Regions from separate parts of the Gossypium hirsutum genome. Here regions 1 and 3 are each linked to region 2. The links are chromatin contacts, called in public Hi-C maps. All regions are on one chromosome and are shown on one strand. Each heading gives the region's core, a stretch centred on a gene start, on an enhancer-like site or on the middle of the called end of the contact. The rest is flanking DNA. Distances are from core to core; before and after follow the strand shown.

Region 1 (2,700 bases), core at 34-2,533, 150 kb before region 2:
AACAACTAGAATGCTTTTAGTTTTCTTTTATTGATAAGTTGTAAGATGAGTGCTTTTCTTTAAAGTTGAGGTTCTAACTTGTTATAAATTATAGTTTTTATTAGGTGCTTCAGTGTTTCCAACCTTTTGGGATTGAAAGTTCACGCTTCTTACTTCTAATCAACAATTAATTTTCAACACTTGGGTTTTCAAACCATATATTTAGATTTTTTAACAAAATAAAAGTTTAAATTTATAACATGTATTTTTTATTTTCCAAATTTATGAACTATTTAGTAGTGAACTCGAAAAGATTATAGATCTTTAAAAATTTAGTAATTAGAGTTGTTCATAAGTTAGATTATAGTTTGATTTTAAAAAAAATTCCATTTGCAAGCTGAACCTAAAAGCTAATTTCACTATTCAAAATATTAATAAAAGAATTTTAAATAATATTTTATATTAATATTTATAATAAAAATTAAATTTAAAAATATTTTTTTATTTGAATCAAATTCACGACGGATTGATCCAAAATAGAAACAAATTTTTCCAAATTCGACCAAATCGGGTCCAGCCTACCAGGCCAGTGGGCTGCTGGCCAGCTTTTTTTTGAAGTTATATTATACTGCATTTCATCTCATATAATCTAGCTGAAGTTAAAAAGGAAATTAAAAAAAAAAAAAACTTATTTCGATACAAAATTGAAGTTAAAAGTGTTTGGGTAACAATAGAAGTGAAGACCCAACACAAAAATTGAACAAAACGAATTCATATCATACGTTACCAATTAATTACAAATAAAAGATATAATCCAATATAATAAATTCAATATGCTATAAATGAAATACAATACTCAATCACTCAAATGCACGTAACTCAGTGCTTCAAAAGCGCAACAAGGGAAATAATAAGAGGGAACATAACCGCAACACCGGAAACCATCGGCGAGAAAGCAGCTCCGGTATCCATTGACGGCGCAGGCGCCATTGCACTGTCCTGAGCTGACGCAGTGGTGGTGAGTGAGAGCATAACGGCAACAAACATGATCATAATGCCATTAAAGGAGCAAAGCTCTGCCATTTCTAAAAACTAACGGAGCAAATATACAATTTTTGCAAGAAAAAGAAATTACTCAAATTTTGTAAGCAATTGAAATTTCAAGGTGTGGGGGTTTCTTATATATATAATAGGAATTTAGATTTTGGTAGATGAACTAAGAAATGAAGCGGAACCAGCTTGTAGAACAGCTCAAAATAGTGGGCGGTAGGTGTTTGATGGAATGGTTCAAAGAATGGACGGTGACCAGTCTGAAGCGACACGTTGCAAATCTTAGCTGTTGTTTCAAGGTTTGAAAAGGTTATTGTCGGTTGGCATGTTCACTTGTTAGAATATGAAACCTTAACCAACGCCATGTGCCGCGTGCGGCATTAGTACACCGTGTCAACTAGGCCTCCCAACTACTTTTCTTCTTTTTCATTTCTTATTGTAACTTTTTAATCGCTTTTAATTTGATTAGTCAGATAAAAGTACTTACAATTTTAGTCTTTATCGCTATAATAATCAAACATTTTAGTCATTGAATCGTTCTCACTAGCAACATTTTATGTGGTATTACACTTCATGTCCATGTAAATAATTTTTCTCTAAATAGTCAATCCAAAACAAAGTAATCTTAGTTTAGAAAAAACCCAATGGGCCGGATAAAATCCGGGTGGCCAGCCACTGCCGCCAGCTCCATTGGCTGTTGCTACAACTGTTGTATCCATAGGTGGAGTAGTAGTAGGGAAAGAGCAAAAGGAGCGAGGTGGCTGTAAAAAAATAGGGCGAGGATTAAAGTCAACACTGGTTATTCTTTTGGGCTTATCTCCATCGTCCTTTTGTTTAACCAATGGTTGCTTTCTCTTCTCTAGTAATCATCTGGTGAAACTTGTGCTGTACAACCAAGCCTCTTTGGATAACCCTAGTGATAGCTTTGGCTCGCACATCATCAATAAAAAATAATCTGGCAATAACTTGTCTTAACCCTTACTCTCCTTTGACTCGTTTTTGGGGTTGGTTTCTTGAGTTTCTGGGTATGAAGTTCGAATCTTCCTTGGCTTGTCTCATCTTCTTTTTCCTCCTACACTATTGAACCCTTCTTCATCTTCTTCAACTTCTATCTGTCCTTCTCTTTCTTCCTCTACTTTTCCATTGACATTTTCCTTTTTACCTTCCATTTGTTGGTGCAGCTTTTCAATGTCAACTTCATTCTCAAGAAGAAATGAAACTTCAGTTAAAGTTTAAATTAGGGGTGAGTATTCGATCGAGTCGAGTCAAATCGAGTCAAAAAATTTTGAGTTAGTCAAATTGACAAATCTTATTTTAGCAACCGAACTCAATTTGAAAATTTTTCGAATCAAGTCGAATGAGTCAAAAAATTTCGATTTGAGTCGAGTCGAGTTAACAAATCCTATTATTTATACTCAATGTTGGATTTATATAGACCGATTATTTAACTATTAGATGAAGTATAATATTATTTAACTACATAAACTGTAACACCTTAAATCTGGCCTAGACGCTAAGGTTGGATTATGAAGGTTACAACGTTCATAAAAACATTGTCGATTAACTTACACAAAATCTTAATTTTATTTCCAGAGTAAAAAAAAGTTATTTAATTTATCGAAACAAAAGTTTTCAGAAGAACGTGTGTAAGCATTTAGACGAAAGCCTTGT
Region 2 (2,700 bases), core at 86-2,585:
TTATAATTTTTAAAAGATTAGATCAAAATTTTATTATTTTAAAAGATTAAAGTACAATTTTATTATTTATTAAATTAAAATCTTGTAAACTCTAAAAGTTAATAGTGAAATTTTCTATTTTAGGGGTCGAATGCGCTGCCCCAGTAGCTATGGTAATGATGTAGTTATTAGCTTTAATACCAGTGTTTAATAAAATATTATTACAATAAAAGTATCATAAAGGCTCTTATATTGAAAGTTATATTACATTTTACCTTATTTATTTAAAAATAAATAAATTAGTCCATATATATTATATTAAAAAGTAAATTAATCCGTTAAAAAATTCATCCATTTCTACGTATGTCATGTGTACCTTATACTAATATAAATAAATTAATTTTTATTTTTTAAATTTAATATACATAAATTAATTTTTTTTTACATAATAGAGACAAAATGTAAAGATATATATTTTTACCTATTATTTATCTGCTGTTTCGAAAAAGTATAAAGTGAAATAATTGGGCGAGTGGCAAAAACACACCCCGACAGACGCATTTAACGGGTTTAACAGGGCGCAGCACCCTGTCAACCTAAAGATACCATTTGCAGAAAATTCCAAAACCTTCTTATAATTATTAATTACAAATAAAAAATTATTGATACAAAAAAAATATAATAATAATAATATAATAGAAATAAATCCCATATATTACAATACAATACACAACCAACCACTCAAATTATGTAACTCACTGACTTCAAAAGAGCAAGAAGGGAAATAATAAGAGACAACGTAACGGTAACACCAGTAACCGGCATTGAGAAGGCAGATCCAGTGTCCATTGACGGTGCAGGCGCCATTGCACTGTCCTGAGCTGATACAATGGTGGCGACGGAGAGTACAACAGCCATAAACATGATCAAAATATCTTTAGAGAAGCAAACTTTCGCCATCTCTGAAAACTAACAAAGAAAATTATACAATGTTTTTCAAGGTAGAACAATAAAAACTCAAATTTTGTATGCAATACGAACCTTTCAAGGTGTGGGGGTTTCATATATATAGAAAGAATATAGGGTTTGGTAGATGAACTAAAAAAAAATGAAGTGGAAGCACTTGTAGAAGGGGGGTTATTTGAACAGCTCAAAAGTGTGGGCGGTAGGTGTTTGATGAAATGATTGAGAAAAGAATGGACAACGGCAAGTTTGAAGCCGACACGTAGCCAATGATAGCTGTTGTTTCAAGGTTTGAAAATGTAATTGTCGGTTGGCGGCATGTTCTCTTGTATGAATGTGAAACCCTAACCAACACCATGTGCCGTGTGCAGCATTGGTATACCGTGGCGGCAGCTAGGCCTCCCATCATTCTTAATGGAGAAGGCTAAGGTAACGAGTGAAAACATGAATGGGACTGAAAAAGGTCTAGAAGGTCCATGCTTGCTCTACAAACTTTAATTGCTGTATTTCTTTCTTACTTCCCAAGGAAAAAAGGGAATATTATTTTCATTTGAAAATTAAGGGTAAAATAAACGCCATTAAATAACGACAACTGTTTTTTGTTTTGGTGAAAAAATAACGACAACTTTCGATGGTCACAAAGGGTAATAACGACAGTCTTTTTTTAGAAACAAACGTGTACCTAATCTTGGCATTAACCCAACTCAGAAATATTATTGCGTTTTAATCTAATGTCACAAAAAAAAGGTTAGTATACGGCGATGTTTTTACTTTAGAAAACGATACCGATGCTTCGACTAATAATTTATGTAAATATTAAATTAGAGTGTTGATGAAAAAAATTATGTATGCTTTTTATTGGTTTTATATAAAAATTTAAAAATAAAAATAAAGAAAGAATATTATTATAATAATACAAGAGTAAATTATAAAAATATTATTAACTTTTAGTAAATTTTTTTACTATTGAAATATGAAAAGTTACATTTTAATCATTAATATTATTGATTTATAATGTTTTAATCACTTGTCCGTTATGGTATATTAAGTCAAGATTAATATCTAATTTAATCTTTGAACTATTATTAAAATGTTCAATTTAATAATTTTATAATATTTTTAAGAAATTTTTTAAAAAATATTAAAAAATTTAATTTAATATTTAAATGATACAAATTTAAATCCTATCATCTTATCTCGCGCTTATAAAAGGTATAACAAATTTTAATTGAGTTGCTGTGTATATTATCTAAAACCATTGCTAGTAGGGGCAGATTTACATCAAAGCGTGGATGCGGTGCAGTAAAAAGTTAAGGTTAAATGAAATGGTAAAAAGGAAGCCCAATCTCAGCTGATTCAATAATTAAATATTTGTTGAATTTACACTCATACCGATTTGATTAAAAATTCTGAGTTTATTTCATAAATACATTTACAGTGAGAACAAAATTAAAACCAAACAGGCCCTTCAAATTTTAATGTTTAAACAAAAGTAATAAGAGAAACAATCAAAGATAAGCCAATAGTAGCGGTGGAAATGCCCACGGAGATTCCAGCTCCTGACGGCCACGGTGCCGAGGCAACGGTTAAGATAGCCATGACCAAGGCCAACCAAAAAGGCTTCAACATGCTAACTTGACCCATTTCTTTTTATTTTTCTTGGGAATATGATATGAAAGTCTGACTTATAGAAAAATGACAGTTGGGTAACGTTCACATAACAGCTAACACAATCCATTATTGTGTTTTGTTGTTTAT
Region 3 (2,700 bases), core at 89-2,588, 220 kb after region 2:
CAACCAATAAAATTTTCAGACTGAAAATCAATATAACATTATAATAAGCTCGTGAATATAAAATAATAATATTTATTGACTTGATCATCAAAAAACAGGATTCTAAAATTGTCATTTCTGGTATCATTAAAAATGAATTGGTACATTAAGAGCACAATTTATCTCTATAGAATGTAATTTCTTTGTCTTCATTCAGAGCTTTTTCTTGGAAAGCCACCACTTCTACCTTGAAACCATTCTGTAGTATAAGATTTCGGAAGTAGCGAATAAGTCATTTAGTGAATAGGTATATTATTTTTATTCCACCTAACGTCAAGAATTTTTTGAATTACGTTAAAAACCTTTGAGTGTCCAGTTATCAAGTCTTGATCTTCATGATAAAAAATTGTTTCTTTATTATTATTATTATTATTATTATTTTATCATTGAGTCTTAATTATCAAGTCTTACTTCCCTGAAAAATTCAATCATATACACTGTGTGAACTTTAACAGAAAATTAATTTTGTCCTATCATGTTTCACTAACTAATAAATCCATGAGTTTTCTTGCTTTCAGTTTAATGGGGTCTTTTTTTCCATTAACCCTAAACCCTTTCCAATCTAGGTCCAACATCGTTTTTCCAAAGCTTCTTTTGCTTTCAACCACAAAAATGTTAGAAGCAAATCTAGTTTCGGCTACCTTCAATAACATCACATTTGAATATCTATTGAAAATAGATTGTGACAAGTTATGGTCTAGGATAAAGTAGTTCACTTCACGCACCTCATCCGCCAAATCATTCACCCATCTGCATTCCGAATAGTGAGATGATTGATCAAAATACTCACAGATAGTTTTTAATGTCAAGTTCAAGCAATCAACAACTCAAGGAGTCCAAAAAATATGAGGAAATTTTTATTCAATTAACGTTCCTGTACTTTTGAAATCGGATAGATTTGCACGACATTTTGTGGTGTGATTTTTTCGATGCCCTGGATGAACAAGCTTGCTATATATTCCGCCATCTTTAATTTTGTCACTTGAATCAACAGCCATGATAAACATTGCACCACCCAAAGAAGCCGCCATTATGTTAATTAGAGGCCTTTGTTGAAGATCAGACCGGCCATTAGAACATATAGAAGTTCTTTTGCTCCATGTGTCTCGTATAGGTTCAAGAAGCCTATCAACAGATGCCCTCTCTTGAGTTCATAACGGCATCCGAAGTCGATCAAATGTAAGAGGTACATAGTTGGCTAAATTAGAATTTGCTAACTTTTGAGCCCAACTTCGAAATCAATGATATTTTACAAAATTGAAAGGTATGGGACTGGTGTAAAATGCTTGACCCCAATCCTTATCTGCTACATTGAAAACCAACTCCAAAGCTCCTTTCCTTTTCTTAGGCGGAACTAGATTAGACCGTTGGGGAAGTGACATGTAATATGTTTTCTATTTTGATGTTACGATTATATTTGCTTTCTTCCGTTCAGCACTTTCATGTTCTCTTCTAAGCTCTCGAAGTATTTCATTATTAACACCATTTTTTAACCCTAGTCATAGCTGTTGGCAATTGGCCCACTGTTATTTTGTCAAATAAATGGGCTGGATCTGCATTTAAAAAAAAAAAAAAAAACTCCCTCATTGACAAGAAAAACCCTAGGAACTAAAAGTAAACTCACGAGAAGATCTTCTTATCTCTTACTGCCGATTACCGTTGGGGGCTTTCCCCATCAGTTTTTCTTTTCTTTTCCTCCAGCAACTACTTTATCAGAGGTTGTAGACGATCGCCGACGCCGCTGCCACCGCCGTGTATCTTCTTCCTTTCTTTTTCCTTTCGATTTCGCCGGATCTGATCCGTGTCCAGTGTCGGATCGTGTCGAACTGTATAGTCCGGGTGCCGGAGGTGACGAGGATGGAAGGTATTGGAAATGGAATACCAACCGGGGACAAAATCATATTGAGGGGCTTGAAATTTCATGGTTTCCATGGAGTAAAGCCTGAAGAGAAAAAACTGGGTCAGAAGTTCTTGGTGGATGTAGATGCTTGGATGGATCTTCGGAAAGCCGGTGAATCTGACAACTTATCGGACACCCTTAGTTACACCGATATTTACCGGTGAGTAACCGAAAAGACATTGAATTGAATCTTTTAGCTTATGTTTTGGTTTTAATTAGAATTTTGGCGACTTTTATGTAATAGGATAGTGAAGGAAGTTGTGGAAGGGCCATCTCATGATCTTTTGGAATCAGTGGCTCAAATGATTGCATCAAAAACCTTCACAAATCACTCTCAAATATCTGCAGTTCGAGTAAAGGTTGGGAAGCCTCATGTTGCTGTTCATGGCTGTCTCGACTACCTTGGAGTTGAGATTATCAGATATAGAACCATCGATGCGCCTAACTGACCTGAATATATATCATCCTTTGAGCAGTCCGTCACGTGGATGTGGTAACAGATCATCTTTCATCCATGCTTGGTACCTCAGGTTTCTCATTCACTTAAATTAATGTATTTGTGTTTTTTCTTCTTCATGTTTGTTTATAGTGTAATGGAATGTGTCCGAGTTGTGACCGTATTGAAGTTCGATGCCTATGGTCGTATTTAATATCGTATTACTTTTTTTTTTTTAATTTATGAAATACTCCTTTTACATAAAAGAAAAGACTGTATATGAGTTATTTTTTTTTAGATATTACGGTGATTTTTATATGAATAT

What was found. Hi-C and Micro-C count contacts between places; a contact is called where the count stands out from the background.
Region 1: a Hi-C map of leaf shows a contact between it and region 2, with 1.5 times the contacts expected there. The contact joins two enhancer-like sites. A contact is called at or near these places in 2 of 34 Hi-C or Micro-C datasets (hypocotyl and leaf).
Region 3: a contact with region 2 is called in a Hi-C map of leaf, with 3 times the contacts expected there. The contact joins the promoter of LOC107918176 here to the enhancer-like site in region 2. A contact is called at or near these places in 5 of 34 Hi-C or Micro-C datasets (all in leaf).

The regions. Positions count from the first base shown.
Region 1 is chrA01:48,593,853-48,596,552 of Gossypium_hirsutum_v2.1, forward strand. No RefSeq gene overlaps it. Among protein-coding and RNA genes, the nearest start is that of LOC121207798, 57 kb to the right of the region's middle. Within about 2 kb of position 1,284, at least 7 of the 9 cell types and tissues checked have an H3K27ac peak or open chromatin away from gene starts, as enhancers often do. A contact at or near this core is called in leaf, where this site is marked.
Region 2 is chrA01:48,740,111-48,742,810 of Gossypium_hirsutum_v2.1, forward strand. No RefSeq gene overlaps it. Among protein-coding and RNA genes, the nearest start is that of LOC121206583, 48 kb to the right of the region's middle. Within about 2 kb of position 1,336, at least 7 of the 9 cell types and tissues checked have an H3K27ac peak or open chromatin away from gene starts, as enhancers often do. A contact at or near this core is called in leaf, where this site is marked.
Region 3 is chrA01:48,957,069-48,959,768 of Gossypium_hirsutum_v2.1, forward strand. LOC107918176 (dihydroneopterin aldolase 2) reads left to right here and starts at 1,339. Exons shown (of 3, transcript XR_005925782.1): 1 at 1,339-2,099; 2 at 2,184-2,460.